Linked DNA regions of Oryctolagus cuniculus: region 1 is linked to region 2. The links are chromatin contacts, called in public Micro-C maps. All regions are on one chromosome and are shown on one strand. The core of a region is the stretch at or near the end of the contact, and the rest is flanking DNA. Distances in the headings are between cores, read along the strand shown. Region 1 holds the start of REV3L (REV3 like, DNA directed polymerase zeta catalytic subunit). Region 2 holds the start of TRAF3IP2 (TRAF3 interacting protein 2).

Region 1 (6,167 bases), core at 1,590-4,089, 130 kb before region 2:
TAAAGCAGAAAAATATTTTTCATACAATAGAAAAACTTAATTAATGAATCCAATTAGATCAGAATTTATAATTCAGGAATGGCCACATTATTTGCAAGAAAACTTCTTCCATTTTTCAGGATCTCATTTGTAATGCTCAGTTTAAAAAGACCTTTTCTCTAAAACAAGGTAAAGAACTAATAAGGATTTCCAAAACTTGCTCCTTCAAGTATATCTACGTAAGACATGTTTACGGTACTTCATGTGTATAGGTTTATTATGACTTATTTTACTTATTAATCAACACAAACAGTTTTTATCTTCAAATAATAAACCTGTCTTCTTTAAAAATTTTAGCATTCAGACTTTACTAAGACAGACTGGCCTTTTCATTAATTACTTTGAAATTTTATTTTACTGAATGGCCTGGACTAGTTTTCATGGGGAGAGCATTCAAAAGCAGGTAATTCTGAAGTTTTTGTTTATATTAATACCAATTTCACCGGGAATTCCTGACATGCTAAAAATACTGACTTGATTCATGAAAGTTATAAACTCTAAATGTATGACAGGGACTTGAAATTTTTTCTCTGAACAAATGAGACGTTTAAATTGTGAACTACACAGCAAATTCAATTTTATAATCTTTAATAACTTGAAGTCTGGGTTTCCCTGTATTAAGTTTCTTTCAGTGAACGCACAAAAAAGTCTTGATTCATCTATGAAACATTTCAAAGTATGTACAAAAAACCACAAAACAAACTAATATGGGCTTCTGTTTTAAGGGAGGGGCTGATAATCTATTGTAAAATGGTCAACAGAGAATAAATATTTATCATGCATGGAACAGTTCATCATTTTTTTAAAAAACACTAAAACACATAAGTAAATCCTGTTTATTTTTAAAGGAATATTCTCTCTCATAATGGGATTAGGTTAGCTTTCTCATAAAACAGAGCTTGAAATTCACTGAGGGGCATACTAGTGTACAAAATTAAATCATACAAGCTGTAAATGTAGAAATATCACAGTATGTCCTATCAGTATATAACTTTATAATATGGAAAGCTGGCTGACCAGAGGTGTATCAACTTCACTATCTTATTCTTCCTCTGTGTTTGAAGTGAGAACAGATAGGATACCACACTCAAATTCCAGCTGGAAAAACAGACAGCATCACTATATATTTAAAAGTGCAGAAAACCTATCCGTCAAACATCAATTGCCTCCATTTTCCACACTTCAAAGTTTCAAGTGTTACATTTTCCACAACCTGTTAACAGCAAATTTCCCCATCTTCTCAAGATTCACAGCATCAAAATCTTTCTCAGTATTTCACAAAAGAATATGTTACCAAATCTCACTCACGACACTGACATTTTTAACAAAGAGAATTCACATTCAAAGATAACTGCTTGGAAGGCGTGCTTGTGTTTGGGCAAGTGCCATTATCTGAGCAGGCCACAGAAACCGGCTGGAGTAGTAAGATGAATGGTGATGAGGGTACGGAGCATCAAGTGGGAAACGCTCTCTAAATCCCATTGGGCGCGACACAGCGAGAGGTAAGAGCATCCTTTCCTAGGAGGCAGCTCCATTCTCTCCAGTGCGCGGTTCAAAGCGTGTGGCAGAGCAAAACAACTTAAAGACGTGGAAATGTGGTCATTATCCTACTGCTAGCATCAAAAAGTCCCAAGAGCTTCTGAGAACGTCGCTTCTGTCACTGTGGTCTCCTCACTACACCCCTTCTTTCAAAAGAGTTCTTTACAAAAAAAAGACATATATACACCTGTGTTTAAAACGTGATGCCACAACCTAGCCTCGGGTGCTTGCCAAACGTCCGCGTTGCTGAGTTTGACCGTGGGCCCTAATCAATCGTCCCTATCAGGTGTGCTGATGGACGCGGCGGCCAACAGACGCTCGTTTCCCTGCGAGCCGGGTCCCCGGACGCCGAGGAGGCGCGACCTGCGCTCACCAGCAGGGTCACGCGCTCCCCCCACCGAGGAAGACGACCTGGCCCCCGGCGCCACTCTGCAGCCCACCGCGGCTCCGGAAGGCGCAGAGGAGGGCGCGGGGGAGAGGAGGCGACGGGGAGCGCCTGAAAACACACGCGACTGACACTTCCCCTCTCCTAGAGCCGTTTCCAGAAAGAGGGCACTTGGGGAGACGCAGGGGGCGTGCGGGAGTCCCACCGGCGACCCAGTTCGCTGCAACCCGTCCGGCGAGGCCCTGGCGCGGCCACCTGGCCCACCCTCCCGGGCGAGAGCGGTGCTCGCCCCGCCCGCGACCCCGAGTGCGGCTCCAGCTCCCCGCCGCCGGTCGCAGTGTAAACACTAGGCGCTCCCCGCCGGGAGCCGGAACTGGGGGGGTGGGGAGGAGAGGCGCTCACGCGAACCCAAATTTTTGCGCCTCTAGTCACGCACGAGAGGAAAGGCGAGGAAAGCGGTAGAGGAGGAAGAGGCGGCAGCGATCCATGCAGAGAGCGGCGTGCGCGCGTGTGCGCGGCGGGGAGGGCGGCCCGGGCGCCCCGCCGGCTCCGGCTCCGGCTCCCGCTCGCGCCCCGCGCCCGCTTACCTGCCGGGGTCGCTCCGAAGACTCGCACCACCGGCACCTTCTTGACAGGGAGCTGGGTGAGGGGGGATTGGCAGATATCCAGCCCCTGCAGCGGGCTGGCCATGTAGTAGTCGGCAGTCACTATCCTCACTGAAAACATGTTCACTGCCGCCGCCGCCACCGCCTCCCCTTCACTGGCGACCTGGCAGCGGCAGTAGCAGCGGCGGCTCCCTCCGCAGCGGCGGCGGCGGCGGCGCCCCCTCCCGTCACACACAGACGCCGAGAGGCGCGGCGGCGGCGGCGGCGGGCGGGGCGGTGTAGGCGCTGCTGCTGCTGCTGCTGCTGCTGCTGCGGGCGCCCCCTCAGGAGCACCCGGCGAGGGGCAGCAGGAGAGAAGCCCTGGCGCTATCGTCGGTGCTCGTGGTGCTGCCGCCACTGCCGCCGTCGCCGGGAATCACACGGGCGCCTCGGTCCCAGGCTGCAGTTCTTGTTGCCATGATGATGATGTCACGGACGCAACCACTGGGGGAGGGGCGGGGGGAGTGCGTGTGTGTGGAGCGCAGGGAGGGCTGTGTGTAGTAGGGGGGGAGGGGTGCGGCGGGAGGAGGAGGAGGGAGCGGGGCGGGCGCCTGGGCGGGACACGGGGTGGGGAGGGGGGCGAGAAGGTGTTTTCTCCCCCGCCCCTGGGCAGGAGGCTGGCGGAAAGCAGGGCCCGTGTCGGGCGCAAGGGATCGATGACTCGGCCGGTGGGCAAGGCCACCTGGGAGAGGGGCGGTGGAGCACCGATGTCATGGATGGACACCGAGAGGGCTCGCGGGAGAGAGGGGGCGGGGTGGGGGCACCCAGTGTTCAGGGCCGTTGAGGCGGCTCTGTGGGCCTGGCCGGAGCGGCGACGTTCCCGCTTGCCTCGCCGGCCGCCATTTCATATCCTGCAGAGGAGGCGGGGGCAACCGCACAGACGATTTTTCACAAGGTAAGAAAACCCGCCCGCGAGAGGAGGGAGGCGAGGCGCAGATCTCGTGCCGCCGCGGCCTCGCGGGAGAGAGGGCGGGGCCGGGCGCGGACGCAGCCGGCCCTTGTCAGGTAACGCGGCGGCTGCGCGCGCGCGCTGCCCGGGGCTGCGGGGGGAGGGGGGAGAAGGCGGGGACGCGCGCGCGCGGGCACGGGCCCCGGCCTATAAAAGGGCCGCCCTGGCGCCCTTCCCCCGCCCGCCTCCCTTCCCTGACCGCCTCGCGGGCCGCCGTGCCCCTCCTCCCCCTCGCTGATGCGGTGCCCGCGCTTGGCCGCTTCGTGAGATTTATTCACGCGCGGCTCCCCTCCGCCTTGCCAGGCTTGGCAGAGCCGGCGCGCAGATTCCCCACCCCCGTGGTGTTCTCCCTCGCGCTCGCGCCGCCGTGTCCTTCCTTGCTCTGCGCCCGGGCACGCGCGGGTACATGTCAGGACTTGTCAGCTCCCGGCGACCTGCCCCGCGCCGCCTCCCCCTGCGGAATGTGGCGTTCAGAGCCTGGCGGAGAGCGCGTTGGCCCAAGCACGAGGCCCGTGAAAGTCACCGCGGCTGACGTGGGCGCCTGATGTGACTGACTGCGTTGTGCAATGTTTCACCGCCCGAAGGCAGCTGCGTGAAAGGGGCCGGGCAGAGACCGTTAGACGAAACAAGTTAGCTCAGAAATGGAGAGCGTGAAGGGGTGCAGTTAGGGAATTTAAAAACGGGAGGGGGCTGCTGTTGAAATTCGGAACCGAGGGGGTTTTTTGTTTTTGTTCTTTGTTTTTTTTTTTGTTTTTTTTTTTGTCTGGGTCACGAACCCTAGGCGTGACCTTCGACGATTAATTTGGCTGCTTTGGGCCTCAGTGTTTTCATGTATAAAACGGGAAGATTTCTCTTAAAAGCTAAAATCCTTAAAGGTTTCTTCCCATCAGCAAGATTTAAGCAGACAGAGGCAGAAACCGTGAGTTAATGTTGGAAATGTGTCACAGAATTAGGTCTTTTTGACATTCCGTTGTTTATCCCAAGCACAGAGGATTGGTCAACGCTGGTGTAGAATACAGGGGTATTTTCATGTGTACTGGGGTGCCATGCATTTGAAGCCGTGAGAAAGCTCAGTTGGAACCATTGTGGGTCTTAAAATAAGAAAATCGAAAGACTCTAAGGGGCAGTTCACTGAGAGAATCAGTATAAATTCTATAATATATAAATGCTAATAAGAACCTGGGCTCCCAGGGATTGGAGACTGATTACCACAGTAAATTAGCCTGCAGGTTTTAGCCTCAGAGCATGATTATAAACATAGGTGGCAAGCTTTCTGCTAATATAGTGGAAATCACCTAATAACAGTTTAAAGAGATGAAAGTCTCTTAAATTGACTTGAAATTTTAGAAGGCTGTGGAAGTGATTTTAAAACATGACTACTATGCTAAAATGCATTTTCTGATAAAATAATTGCAAAATAAAATATTAGATGTACACTACCAGTGATTCTCAAAATGTTCTATGGCACCTGGGGTGTTCTTCAAAATTTAGTATTGGCCCATATTGAATTATGGGCCAGAAATCCATATTGTTAGCAAACCCACCTGTGATTTCTTTCTTTAAATGATTGATTTAGGGGCTGGTGCTGTGGCATAGTAGGTTAAGCCTCCACCTGCAGCGCCAGCATCCCATATGAGCACTGGATTCAAATCCCAGCTGCTACACTTCCCGTCTGTCCCTGCTAATGGCCTAGGAAAGCGAGGGAGGATGGCAAATGCCTGGGCCCCTACACCCATGTGGGAGACCCTGGAAGAAGCTCCTGGCTTCAGATCAGCCCAGCTCTGGGCCTTGTGGTCATCTGGGGACTAAACCAGCAGATAGGAGGCCCTTCCTGTCTCTCTCTCCCTGTCTCTGTAACTGCCTCTCAAATAAATCTTTTTTAAAAATAAGTGATGTTTTATTTATCCATTCATTTATTTGAAAGGTGGTGAGAAAGAGAAAGAGCCAGAGAGCTTCCTGCTTTTCTGCTGGTTCATTCCTCAAATGCCAACAATAGCTGGGGCTAGGCCAGGATGAATCTAGGTGCCAAGCACTCAATCCAGGCCTCCCACATGGGTGGCAGGAACCAAAGTACTTGGCCAACACTTCTGCCTGTAAGGGCGTGCATCAGCAGGAAGCTGGATCAAAAGCAGAATAATCTGGCTCAAACCAGGCACTCTGATACCAGATATCTGCATCTCAGGTTAACCTGCTGTGCCACAACACCTGCCTACATGATTCTCAAGCAATATAAAATTGAAAATACCTGTACTATATTATAATCAAGTGAATGAATTTATACATTATACTATTCCTAACTAGGAAAAGGTAAAAACAATGAATTAGTTACTTTGAGGTTTCTTTCCCCTTAATTCTTTTTTAATCTTTTTAATTCTGGCTCAGTTCCCAGAGAACATTGGCTTTTTTTTTTCCCCCTCTTTGAGAGACAGAGTGAACTCCCATCCACTAAGTAGTTCACTCCCCAGCCACTCACATTTACTAGGGACCAGAGCTGGGAACCAGAACTCAATCCAGGTCTGCCTTCCCTGGTCTGGGGTCTGTATTAGCAGGAAGCTGGAATCGGGAGCCAAAGCCAGGAATCAAGTCCAGGTATTCTGATGTGGGGCACAGG
Region 2 (6,395 bases), core at 1,367-3,866:
AAGGAAATGCGATCAAACAGTAGGGGTCACTTCCCTGGGCCTGGAAGGAATGTACAGTTGCATGTGCCTCCCTGGTGCTCTTTCCCCCTTTCCTGGACTTGCCTGCGGTGGCCTGCAATCCGCATGTGTTTTTCAAGACTAATCTAAAATTGCCTGCAGCAGGAAAATGATTTGAATCCAGGATAGTTCTGAGATTTCCATTCTGGGAGGGGCAAAACGTAGATTTAATTTAGACAAACTACCTTGCCATGATCTATCTTTCTGAGTGCCTATTAAAGAGCGCCCACGAATATGACTGCCTCCTCCTCCTCTTTTAATTTTCAGAGCATCTGAAAGTCACTAACTCCTTGATCCTGGGAGAAGCAGCCATTAACTCTTGCCATCTTAGCACCCTCCGAAAATGCATAGCCCTGAGTGAAGAATCTTTCTCCCCGACTTGAGCGTACCATGCCCAGCCTCAGCAGCCCACGCAGCAGAGTAACGGTGCCATGCCACCTCCCCCCTCTCCCCCCATGAACAAAGACTGGGGTGGCTTTTGTGGATCAAAGCTAGGCTGGCAACCCAACAACTAGCCTGATTTCAGAAAATACTGCGTCCTTACTTGAAAGTAAAACCAGGAACTCATCGCATTGAAAATATCTTGCCATTGCTGGCTTCTCCCATCGCGGGATGGTGGTGGGGGGATAGAGAAAGGCCACAGCAGGGTCTTGATACCCCCCACAGAAACAGGTTAGCCTTTCTGAAGCCCTGCACCAGCCCCACCCATCAGCTAGAGCCTGGACTGACAGCGAGTAATCATCCCAAGGAAGCAACAGCCATGCAAAAAACACAGTGGTGCTTTGGAAAAGGTTAAGAAGTCCATGTACACGCCCTCTAATGATGCATCTCGTCACAGTCATCACCCTCACGAGGGGTCAGCATGTGTCTCACCGTTTCCTTCCCATCCCGCTAAAGGCCCCCACACACTGACTGCTGGGGCAGGGGTGGTTTCCAGCTCCTGAGGAGCGGGCAACGCTGGCTCCCGGAGCCGGGGTGCCTGCCAGTTCTCTGGCCCATGTTGATTTTGGTAGCAAATGTGTGGGGACGATCCTTCCTTCCTGGGTAACCCAAATAGGATGTGAACTAACTCAAGAAATCCCTGGTTTTCTCCATTATTGTCCAGAACTAACACTGGTGCCTACAGTCAAGGCAGCCGGGCCCCGGGTGACTTGCCTGGGCCCCCGTGCCTCGCTCCAGCTTTTGGCCTGGAGAGCAGAAAGTCAGGAGGAGGCAGAGCCCCTGTGAGGCCTTTGATGGGTGCTGGCTTGAGGGGAGGGGTGCAGGGAGGGCAGAAAAGTACGAAGGAACCAAGTCCTTTTCCTCCACGGGCTAACGAACTGGTAGCAGGACGTAAAATTTATATAGGTGAATTATCAGCGAACAAAACAATCTTCTAAGACCACCCACTACGGCTACCCCTCCGGGAGTACCTTACCCTTGTTTTGTTAGAAGAGAATTTAGACCTGGTGAGTTCACCCTCCACCCGCCCTGCCCCCAAACACTTGACTATGAAGAAATCCAGGCTCCAGGAGCCAAAATCAATTGCCTAAGTCATGGCACTCCAAGGAGTGGAGCAAGAACTTGAAACCAACTTTCTCGTCTTCCTTTGTATTATTTATTTGGCCTCTTTCCTCCAGTTCCTTTAAAATAATAATAATAATAATAATAGCCTCCTAATCCACAAGACCACCTTGAACTTGAAACTCCCAGGAAGCCTGATCAGCTTCTAAGGTCAAGGACTAGCATTTATCCCCTTCGCTGGTTGCTTTTAGCGCCAGCAGTGGTCTGGACCGCTGCTTGGGAGGCGGGTGGGGGCTGCGGGGGAGAGGCCCGGGAGGCAGCTCGCAACTTCCTGGCCCAAGAATGTCATGTTGATTTTTTTTTAAAACCCCCCCCACCCCCGCAGGAAACTGGGATAGAGAAAATCTGGGAGTTTTCCTTCCCAGGCTGCCGCTGGCTGACGTGTTCTGAGGCTGGAAGCCAATGACTTAATCCTTGCCATCCCTGGCTCCCTCCTCGGAGAAATGGGGCTTGATTTCTTGCTCGAAACTTGTGGGGACACCAAGTACCTAAACAAATGGTTCCCAGGCAGCTCTGAAAAGTACCGGCGTGCGTGCCTCCTCTCCCCCAAACAGCTCATCGCGCCTGGCCCGTCTGGAACCCTAAACCAGCGGCACGTTCCCGAAGCACAGAGTCAGCTGTCATTTTCCCAGCCCCAGCCGCTCTCCGCACGAACAAGTGAAGTTTCAAGGCCGGCAGGGGCGGTAGGCAGAGGCCAGGAAGGCGGAACGTTTCAAGAGAGGAGAAAAGACAGCGTTTTGGAAAATGGGTCAGTGGTGAAGCAATCAGGCCGGCGCGCAGCAAAGCCGGGTAAACTTACCTTAGAACCGCCACGGCCGGACAGCCCGGGGCCCCAGGGTCGTCGGCCTCTCCAGGTTCTCCGCGGCAGGTGCCTCCCTCCGCCCTCCCCAGGCCCAGGTAAGTTGAAGAGCAGGATCTGAAGCCGGAAGTGGAAGTTGTATGCAAATCTCTACGGAGGCTAGGAAGCTTCGGCTCAAAATCTCCCTGTGGGCAGTGAATCAACGGGCGAGGAGTCACTTTATTTCTTAAAACAGAAACCTCCTGCGTTCACTAGAGAGGGCCAGTGGCCAATAAGGCTGCGTTTTTGGTGTGTGTGTGTGTTTTTTTTTTTTTATGTCACCACCCAGCTAAGAGGCTGCGGAGGAATATGGGGCCCGTGGTGTGACGGAGGGGCCGTGGCCTGAGAAGGTGTCTCCAGGACCCGAGGAGATGGGGCAGATACTGGGGAGGGGTGTGTCGCTAGAGCTTCTTTCTGTCTCCTGGGACTGCTTAAAACACCAGCATTTGCTCCAATAACCGTGGACGGGGGACTCACTGCCTGTGTTCCCACACTGCTCACGGGCACACACACACACAGAGTCCTCCCCTGGCGGCATTTTTCTTCTTTCTTCATTTTTTCTTTTAAAGATTTATTTGTTTGAAAGGCAGAGTTACAGAGAGAAGGCCAGAGAGCGAGCTCTCTATCTTCCATCTGCTGATTTATTTCCCCAAACGGCCGCAACAGCCAGGACTGCGCTAGGCTGAAGCCAGGAGACTGGATCTCCATCAGGATCTTCCATGTGGGTGGCAGGAACCCCAAGTACTTGGACCATCTTCCACTGCTTTCCCAGGTACATGAACCGGGAGCTGGATCAGAAGTGGAGCAGCCAGGACGCGAACTGGTGGTCATATGGGATGCCTGCATCACTGGCAGCAGCCTAACCCACTGCTCAGGCCCTGGGGCCCCTGGCTGCATCTTCCACAACCTCGTTGTTTAAACCCTACGGGATTTATCATGCGGAAGAGCTGCTGGGAGCAGGCTGATACCACAGCAATGCGCGGGGACGTGAAGATGGCTAACATGGAAGGCAGCACAGGTGCCAGGCGCTTTGGAGGGAGACCGAGGGAGGTACAAACCCAGCCGTGGCACTGGGCCACTTGCGGTGCTCCTGGGGCTGAACTTGTCTGCCTGTTGGGGAACTCTGAGGGTCAGCTCCCTGAGCTGGCTCAGTCTCCACCCTCATGTGCAAAACACTCCCTAGAGCACCCCACCCGACGGGGCTCAGCAAGGACATGTGAGTCAGGTTTTCTATGTCCTAAAAGTAGGAGACTATGAGGGGACTTCAGGAAGTTCAGGGAAAATGGAATGGAAAGATAAAAATTTTAAATATAAACTTCATTTCCCAACATAAACTCTACCAACTTCAAGACATTTTTGTCAATAATACCAGCCAGTTAGTCCATCCCTAAGGAGCTGAGAGTCCTGAGAATTTGTCCCGAAGCAGTCTTTCCCACCATTGACTGGAAGCAAATGAGTGCCCTTTAAAGTGTGTGCTTGTGTGTGTGTGTGTGTGTAACAAAAAGAAGTCAGAAGTAGCCAAACCAGGACAGTAAGGTGAATGCCTAACAATTTCTCATTTAAACTCTTGGAAAATCGTGCTTATTTGATGAGAGGAATGAGCCAGAGCATTATTGTGGTGGCAAGCAACTCTCTGATGAAGCTTTCCCAAGCATTTTTCTGCTACAGTTTTGGCCAGCTTCTTCAAATCACTTTTTTTGAAAAGCAGAGTTACAGAGAGGCAGAGGCAAAGAGAGAGAGAGTCAATCTTCAATCCACTGGTTCACTCCCCAGATGGCCACAATGGCCAGAGCTGAGCTGATCTAAAGCCAGGAGCCAGGAGCTTCTTCTGGGTCTCCCACATGAGTGCAGAGACCCAAGAACTTGGGCCATCTTCTACTGCATTCCCAGGCCATAGCAGAGAGCTGGATCAGAAGTGAAGCAGCCAGGACTCAAACCAGTGCCCGTATTGGATGTTGGCACTGCAGGCAGGGGCTTTACCTATTTACGCCACAGCTCCGGCCCCTTCAAATCACTTCTGATAAGTAGATGTCACCATTCTTTGACCTTCTAGAAAGTCAACAAGCAAAATGCCTTGAGTCCAAAAAAACCTGCTGCTGTGACTCTTGACAATCTGCTTGTGCTTTGACTATTTCCATCTTTCAGTAGCCGTTGCTTTGCTTATGCTTTGTCGTCAGGGTATTACTGGTAAAGCCTGGATTCACCTCTTTTTATAATTATTCAAAGAAATGCTTCTGGATCCTGATCCCACTTGTTTAAAATGTGTATTGAGGGGCTGGCACTGTGGCCTAGTGGGCTAACACTCCACCTGTGGCACCAGCATCCCTTATGGGTGCCAGGTCTTGTCCTGATTGCTCCTCTTCTGATCCAGCTCTCAGCTATTTCTTGGGAAAGCAGTGGAAGATGGCCCAAACACTTGGGAGACCTATAAGAAGCTCCTGGCTCCTGGCTTTGGATTGGCCTAGTCCTGGCCATTGCAGCCATTTTGGGAGTGAACCAGCAGATGGAAGATTTCTCTTTGTCTCTCCTTCTATCTGTAACTCTGCCTCTCAAATCAATAAATAAAATCTTTTTAAAAATTTGCATTGAAAGCTGTGCTCCTGTTTGCAGCTGACCAGGGCACAATGATTTGGGAAGCCACCAGGCAGAAAGTTTGCTCTACTTGCATTTTTCAGCCAGAATTGTACAAGCTAAATGAGTTGAGCTGTCTATGATGTTGGCCGTTGTTTCTGTCCTATTCTTAGGACATGAACAGGAACGATCTTTTCTTTGCAGACTGATGTGCCTGGTCTACCACTGGGGGCTTCATCCTTACATCATCTTGGTCTCTCTTTAAAAGAGTCATATATCTCTAAACTGGGGATTTCTTTGGGGACATTGTCCCATTAACTTTTTGTAAAGCACGAAAAATGTTCACCATTTTTCTTCCACATTCCAGATTCACAATAAATTTTTTTAAAGATTTATTTTATTTATTTGAAAGACAGAGTTACAGAGAGAGGTAGAGACAGAGAGGTCTTCCACCCACTGGTTTACTCCCTAGATGGCTGCAATGGCTGGACCTGCGCTGATCCAAAGCCAGGAGCCAGGAGCTTTCTCTGGGTCCCCCATGCGGGTTGAGGGTCCCAAGGACTTGGTCCATCTTCCACTGCTTTCCCAGGCCATAGCAGAGAGCTGGATCGGAAGTGGAGCAGCCGGGTCTTGAACCGGCGCCCATATGGGATGCCAGTACCACAGGCCAGGGCTTTAAACCACTGCACCACAGCGCCGGCCCCATAAACTGGGGATTTCTTTGGGGACATTGTCCCATTAACTTTTTGTAAAGCATGAAAAATATTCACCATTCTTCAACACTCAAGATTCACAATAACTTTGATGTCTGTTCTTACCTCAATTTTGGCAGAATTCATGTTGCTGTGATAGGAGGTCTTTTCAAACTGATGTCTTACTCTAGTGTCTCAAACTAGATCCTGTTGAACCATATTATAACAAGTTAGTGCAGGTTTATTTTGGCATAAGAAAGTGTTGAGGTGTTGTGGCATAGCAGGCTAAGCTGCCGCCTCCAACACTGGCATCCCATATGGGTGCTGGTTCGAGTCTCAGATACTCCACTTCCAATCCAGCTCTCTGCTAATGCTTCTGGGAATGCAGCAGAAGATGGCCCAAGTACTTGGGTCCCTGCAGCCATGTGGGAGACTTGGTAGAAACTCTTGGCTCCTGGCTTCTACCTGGTCCATTCCTACCTGTTGTGGCCATTTGGTAAGCAACCCAGCAGATGGATGATCACTGTGTGTGCGTGTGAATGTGTGTGTGTGTCTTCTCTCTCTGTAACTCTGCTTTTCAAATAAATAAAAAAAATTAATTTTTAAAATTAACTTTAAAAAATTTTTTATTTAAAATTGTATTTGTTTATTTTATTTATTTGAGAGGCAGAGAG

Evidence for each region. Hi-C and Micro-C count contacts between places; a contact is called where the count stands out from the background.
Region 1: a contact with region 2 is called in a Micro-C map of ear pinna, with 5 times the contacts expected there. The contact joins the promoter of REV3L here to the promoter of TRAF3IP2 in region 2. A contact is called at or near these places in 2 of 6 Hi-C or Micro-C datasets (ear pinna and an unstated tissue).

Annotation. Positions count from the first base shown.
Region 1 is chr5:60,113,912-60,120,078 of mOryCun1.1, reverse strand. It overlaps REV3L (REV3 like, DNA directed polymerase zeta catalytic subunit), which reads right to left and starts at 2,839. Exons shown (of 33, transcript XR_011388583.1): 1 at 2,551-2,839. It overlaps LOC127493250 (spidroin-1), which reads left to right and starts at 2,688. Exons shown (of 5, transcript XM_070074923.1): 1 at 2,688-2,711; 2 at 2,748-3,502. The coding sequence starts at 2,688.
Region 2 is chr5:59,981,611-59,988,005 of mOryCun1.1, reverse strand. It overlaps TRAF3IP2 (TRAF3 interacting protein 2), which reads right to left and starts at 2,616. Exons shown (of 9, transcript NM_001270479.1): 1 at 2,420-2,616.